Regions from separate parts of the Sus scrofa genome. Here region 2 is linked to region 1. The links are chromatin contacts, called in public HiChIP or PLAC-seq maps. All regions are on one chromosome and are shown on one strand. The core of a region is the stretch at or near the end of the contact, and the rest is flanking DNA. Distances in the headings are between cores, read along the strand shown. Region 1 holds the start of PSRC1 (proline/serine-rich coiled-coil protein 1). Region 2 holds the start of SARS (serine--tRNA ligase, cytoplasmic).

What was found. HiChIP or PLAC-seq counts read pairs in DNA pulled down with a chosen protein or histone mark.
Region 2: a contact with region 1 is called in an H3K27ac HiChIP or PLAC-seq map of alveolar macrophages. The contact joins the promoter of SARS here to the promoter of PSRC1 in region 1. A contact is called at or near these places in 1 of 47 Hi-C or Micro-C datasets (embryonic fibroblasts) and 1 of 2 datasets of contacts at active chromatin or transcription factors (alveolar macrophages).

Annotation. Positions count from the first base shown.
Region 1 is chr4:110,811,696-110,814,718 of Sscrofa11.1, forward strand. PSRC1 (proline/serine-rich coiled-coil protein 1) reads left to right here and starts at 1,614. Exons shown (of 8, transcript XM_013997292.2): 1 at 1,614-1,960; 2 at 2,335-2,387; 3 at 2,478-2,535; 4 at 2,951-3,023. The coding sequence starts at 2,369. It overlaps LOC110260358 (a long non-coding RNA gene), which reads right to left and starts at 1,556. Exons shown (of 4, transcript XR_002343531.1): 1 at 1,290-1,556; 2 at 421-462.
Region 2 is chr4:110,873,190-110,876,212 of Sscrofa11.1, forward strand. It overlaps SARS (serine--tRNA ligase, cytoplasmic), which reads right to left and starts at 1,523. Exons shown (of 11, transcript XM_001925670.7): 1 at 1,229-1,523. The coding sequence starts at 1,364.

The DNA.
Region 1 (3,023 bases), core at 364-2,863:
AGGAGATCCACTGCTTTTTTTTTTTTTTTTTTTTTTTTTGCAACAGCTTTCAAAATCATAATTTGGTGATAGAAAATTAGAGATGTGGAGTTCCCATGGTGGCACAGTGGTTAACGAATCCGACTAGAAACCATGAGGTTGCGGGTTCAGTCCCTGCCCTTGCTCAGTGGGTTAACGATCCAGCATTGCCGTGAGCTGTGGTGTAGGTTGCAGACGAGGCTCGGATCCTGAGTTGCTGCGCCTCTGGCGTAGGCTGGCGGCTACAGCACCAATTCAACCCCAAGCCTGGGAACCTCCATATGCCGCGGGAGCGGCCCAAGAAATAGCAAAAAGACCAAAAAAAAAAAAAAAAAAAAATTAGAGATGAATTTCCTTAGGAGAGAGAAACTTTTGTTTGCTAAAACTGTCTCCTCCACTTACCTGAAGGTGGGTGAAGGATTTCCCTACTCCGGCTCGCTGCTCCTAGGGGAAAAAGGAATGCAGTTAATTAAGAGTTTCTTTCCCTCTGATCTCCACCTGCCACTACCTGCCAGGAGAGAAGGGGAGCTACTGGCACAGGTTTTCCCACCTCCAAACAATCTGAGCCCTACAAGCAATTAAAATTCCACCTTCAGCAGAAAACCTATGGAAAAAGAGGCAAGCCTCTTCTCTGAGCTCTTCCTCACATCAACTTGCAACTTCTCAGCCTCCCCACCCTTTCCCTTATCAAGCCACTAAATTCCAAGGCTGCTCTGCTTCCTGTGGCATTTCTCACAGTAACACCTCACTCCTGCAAACCTCACCACCTGAACTTGACAACTAAAAACTAAGAGGTAAACAGAAAGCCTATAATGGTCATAAACTCTGGAGACTAAAAGCTCAGGCTCTTTGTTTTCGAGAAAGCTCTTCAACCACTCTTCCAGGGCCTTTTAACTTAAAATGTTTAGAACCTTTCTAAGAAGCTCAGTTAACTGGTAGCCCAGTCTATTCACAGGCAACCCTTGGAAACAACAAAGAAAATCCCTAATAAGGAGGCCTAAGCTTTTTTACAAACACAGCTTTTAATTTAGAGGAAGCAAGTCACCAACACTACCCTCAAAAGCCTCCGAGGCACAAGGTATAAAACATGGTGTGTTCATAATTATCCTCCTAACCATGTCCTACTGTGACGGCCACGATCCTCCTAGATAAGCGAGGGGTCAAATATAAACGCTGCCAGGTCAAATATGCTCCATATACTTGTCAACAGAGGAGCCACGGTTGCATCTGAAGCCAAACTTCCCTGTCTGAAAAGCCTGTTTTCTTCATACCTCAAGATGCCACAGGTTCCTAAAGTTCTTGCCTAAAAAGTCGATGGAAGATGTACTTCTTAGAGAACCTCAGTATACCTAAGGTATAAAGTTTGGTTGCTTCCGTAAACTTGGAAAAAATCACAACTGAGGGCCCTGGCTACCACGGCGCTTCCGAAAAGAGCCCCCGGACGAACTTCCTCAGGCAGAGCGTTAGCTTTGGGGCCGACGGCCGTGAGGGGCGTCAGAACCCAGCCCCGCCCAGCACGAGGAGGGGGCGGAGAAGGGGGGGGGGCCGGCCGGGAGCGAGGCTCTCACTCATTGGTCCGTTCCCTCGCGCGCCGCCGCGAGGTCCCGCCCCTCGCAGGCCCCGCTCCCGGAGGGTAGCCCTGAGAGGTCTTCCCCGCTCGCGCGCGCGCGCGCTCGCGGCCTCCCTGCTCCAGGCCTCCCGGCTTTAGCTCTCCGGATGGAGCCTTTCTTGGAACGGCTCTTCGCCTGGTTCCCACCTGCAGACTTCCGGCCGGCGGCCCCCTCCGCCGCCCCGCCCCACGAGGGCGGGAGATGCTGGCCGCCACCAATCATGAGTGCGCATGGTAGGAGAGGGTGGGGCCTGAGAGATTCGAAAGGAGCCCCGCCCCCTCGGAGCTGATTCCCGGGACTAGGTTGTGGAAGGAAAGCACCTTCCGCAGGAGGTGAGGCGGAACGGAAAGTAGAAATAGGGTGGGCTGCCGGCGTGGAAGGGATGTGGTGCCGCGGGGAGTAGAAAGGTGGCTTGGAGAGAGGAAGAACCAGAGAATGGTCGCGGAGAGGGAGATGGGGGGGCGTAGACCGCCCTGCGAGGAGAGGTCGGGTCGCAGGGGGCGGGGGCCGCCGTGCGCAGGGACATTGGAGTGTGGAGGTACGTGTCTGGACCTGTCCCGGAGATAACAGGGGTGGTTTACTGGAGCAAGTGCTGCTCTCGGGATGCTTGCTTCACCTCCAAGCACGACCCCTTGCAGCCTAGCTGGGCCTAGCTGGGAGGCCTTGGGCAGAATGGAGACCTGAGGGGAGGTATTTTTCTCTCCAGCTCAAGTCTAAGCTGATTCTTGCTTCTCTGGAACATGGAAGGTTTAGAAGAAGGTAAGGAAACCCTGGAGGGAAGAATGAGGCCCTGTGATTGAGAGCCGTGTTTGGGACCCAAGGCTGTATTTCTTCTTTCCTCCCCTACAGATGTAAAGTTTATAGTGGATGAGACCTTGGACTTTGGGGGGCTGTCACCATCTGACAGGTAGTAGACTCTTTATCCTACTTACTTTGCTTCCACAATGCTTGTCTTTAACTTTTACTGGCCTCGGGTCTGGATTGGGAATTTAGCAAGATTGGGTGCACTGAGGATTCTGGGTAGCTGGTTGACTTGGGCCCCTTGTGACACGACTGGGGGAGGGGAGAAGGGATAAGCTGGAATGAGATTGCAGGGTGTTAAGTAGAAGGGTAAGTAGATTTGCCGCATCTTCATCCTGACATAATTTCCAATGTCAGAAAATGCTGAAGGCCTCATAGAACCAGGTGTCTCATCAGGTAGATCTCACAGCCAGCAGGGACATCAGGGTTGGGGTTGTGGCTCTGGCTCAGACGTGGGGGCTTTGCCCAGTCTCCTTCTCTCTAACGTGTGGGCATGGTGTTCGGTTTGTTTTCTGCGTCAGTCGAGAGGAAGAAGATATAGCAGTGTTGGCGACTCCAGAGAAACCTGTCCGACGAGGCCTCTCTCATCGAAGT
Region 2 (3,023 bases), core at 273-2,772, 61 kb after region 1:
AATTTGTTACTTCAGACTTCTGACTCAGTAAAACAGTGTCCAGTCTAGTTTTTCCCCCTTCCATTTAATTTAATTCCACTGCAACTCAAAACTTCAGATTCAGATTCAGGTGGTGGGATCTCTCCACAAGGGACTTGACTGTGATACATAGAATCAGCAGACAATCTGAGCTGAACAAATATTCTCCTGGTACCCAATATCCTTATGTTCCAATTCTTCCTTCAGCTCTTTCCCTACCCGGGTGACACATAAATTTAGGGAAATCAACTTTCCTAAGAGAAATCCATCACCTTTTGGGACAGTGACTGACTTTGCAGGGCGCCGTCATAAACCTGGGTTTCAGCGGGTTGCAGACCTATTGCATCAGACAAAATAAACCACGTGTTTGACAGCATCCGGCCAATTAGTGACTACTCCAACTAATCTAGGCAAAGATTGATAGGCAGAGGGTGCTATGGTTTTATTTAGCCTCACGAAAGATGTCCGGATCAGTTCCAGGTTGTAGCCCAACTCCATCAACGTCTATTCCGGAAAACTTCCACAAATCACAATTAAACAGCCTCAGTAATTACGAGTTTTTTCTTGCTTCACCGCATCCCTCTGCCCACGTCTGATCTACCATGGAAGCCCATGGTCGGTTCTTAAAGGACTGCCCACAGTTCAGGGGGATTGCCTTCCCCAAAGCTCTGCGATCACTGCTTTTAGCCAGTAGCGGCCTCCAAAATCCCCAAATGCCTCCAATATGGGAGGAGTGAACCTACTGCGCTGCAGATGTGACTCAGACTGGAGCCTGTGAGTCTATCAAAATAGGGACCACTCTGGCTTTGCTGAAGATAAAAAGACCGGAGGCGACCAAACAGAGAAGTGTTAGGAAAGGGGAGCAATCTCCCCCATTACCCAACAAAATCTGCCCCGACTTTCTCTGGGTTACCCTTGCGGCCGGAAGGCTTGACAGCTCTTAACGCGCATGCGCCATGCTCTTTTCCCACAGACTCAGGAGCAGGGATCCGCGCCCCGCACGCCGGGAAGGGAGGTCTTACCGCCCCGGGGGAAGGGAAAGGTGGGGACCGTCCCGGCTCCCTGGGTGATAGGGAGAGCTTCCGAGCCACCGAAACCTAGGAGGGGGTCTGACAAGGGGTGGAAGCTATGGCCTCAGGAGCAGTATCGAGATCCGAGAGATGTAGCTGGGGTTAGGATCCAGGGATACTCCGCGAGTCTCTGTACTTACATCGTCGCCACTCGCTGTCTGCCTTCACCAGCTGATCCACTAGTCCTGGGTCCTTGAAGCGCTTCTCCTGCGACTCTCGGATGAGGGCTGGGTCCCCTCCTTTATCTACCCGAAACAAATCCAGATCCAGCACCATCTTTCCTCCTCCTGGACCAACACTAAGGGAAATGCACTTCGGGCCACAGCAGTCTGCGAGACCGACTCACTACCCCGGCGCGCCGGCCCGCCCTTCCCGCGCAGGCGCAGCAGAGCGTGCGGACGCCCCGCCTCTCGCCGGAAGCTGCTGTGTGGGGGGCGGGGCCGCGGAGAGGAGGGCGGGGCCGCGGAGAGGAGGGCGGGGCCGCGGGAGGAGGGCGGGGCCGCGGGAGGAGGGGGGGCGGGGGGGGGGCGGGGCCGCGGGAGGAGGCGGGGCGGGGGGGGGCCGCGGGAGGAGGGCGGGGCCGCGGGAGGAGGGCGGGGCCGCGGGAGGAGGGCGGGATAGGTGGACGCGGGCCTCTCGAGCTGTGTCCAGGTCGGGTCCGCTTGTTGGAGGTGTTGTGCTTTCTCATCAATTGTCTTGCTCTGCAGGGGCTCTTGTTTGCCCTATGAAAGAAAAGTGAGTGCCTGTTTCCTCCTTATGTTAAAGGGCACACCTAAGGCGAGGCAGAGGCCTTTTAGTGTAATTACTGGCTTGGAAGCTGGCACCTCCGATAAATGCCTGTTTGGACTGTAGAAGTTTGGGTCCTAAGGTTGGACTCTCTCCCTGAACCTCTACTCTCTTCTCCATCTTGAGACTTGAGTGTGCCTACACATTTTAGTCCCCAGATTACCTCAGCTCAAGATTCCTCCTCTCCTGCCTGAGTTAGAATACTTTTCTTTTTCCTTTTTAAATTTGTTGTGGTGGCGGTGTTTTGTTTTGTTTTGTTTTGTTTTTGTTTTTGTTTTTGTTTGGCCAGGACAGTGGCATGTGGAAGTTCCTGGGCCAGAGATCAAACCTGCACTACAGGAGCAACCCAAGCCACTGCAGTGACAATGCTGGATCTTGAACCCATAGTACCACAGAAGAACTCCAAAGATACCTTTATTAAGTTGCTTATTTGGTGAACTGGATTGTCCCTTTACCTACATTTAAGAACACAGGGTTGGAGTTCCCGTCGTGGCGCAGTGGTTAACGAATCCGACTGGGAACCATGAGGTTGCGGGTTCGGTCCCTGCCCTTGCTCAGTGGGTTAACGATCCAGCGTTGCCATGAGCTGTGGTGTAGGTTGTAGGCTCGGATCCCGCATTGCTGTGGCCCTGGCATAGGCCGGTGGCTACAGCTCCTATTCGACCCCTAGCCTGGGAACCTCCATATGCCGCGGGAGTGGCCCAAAGAAATAGCAAAAAGACAAAAACAAAAAAAAACCCACAGGGTTGGAGAAGCATGAATGATCTTTTAGAGGGACACATGAGGAGTTGTCTGGGTTTCCCCCCCTAGATTCTGCTTGCCTAGGTTGTTAGATTTAAAATCAGTGGAAAGAAAGTGTCAGGAGCTACAGTCTCTGAAGAAAGCATGTAAGAAGACTGTCCTCAAAGGGTCGGGTTCCTTGAAATCTTCTCAAAGTCTGTGGTGGGAGCTGACTGCTTCCATATCAGTGAAGGCATTGCCAGCATGTGTTGTTTGCTCAGTTTCAAAACAGTGATGGGTGCTGCTGGGGCTGCACAGTACTCATAGTGCCCACAGTGTCTAGGGGAGGAAGGCACTGGGCCAATCCTTTAAGAAGGTCATCAGCATAACTGGAAGGATGGCCTTAAAATCCTGACTGCTCCAAACTTC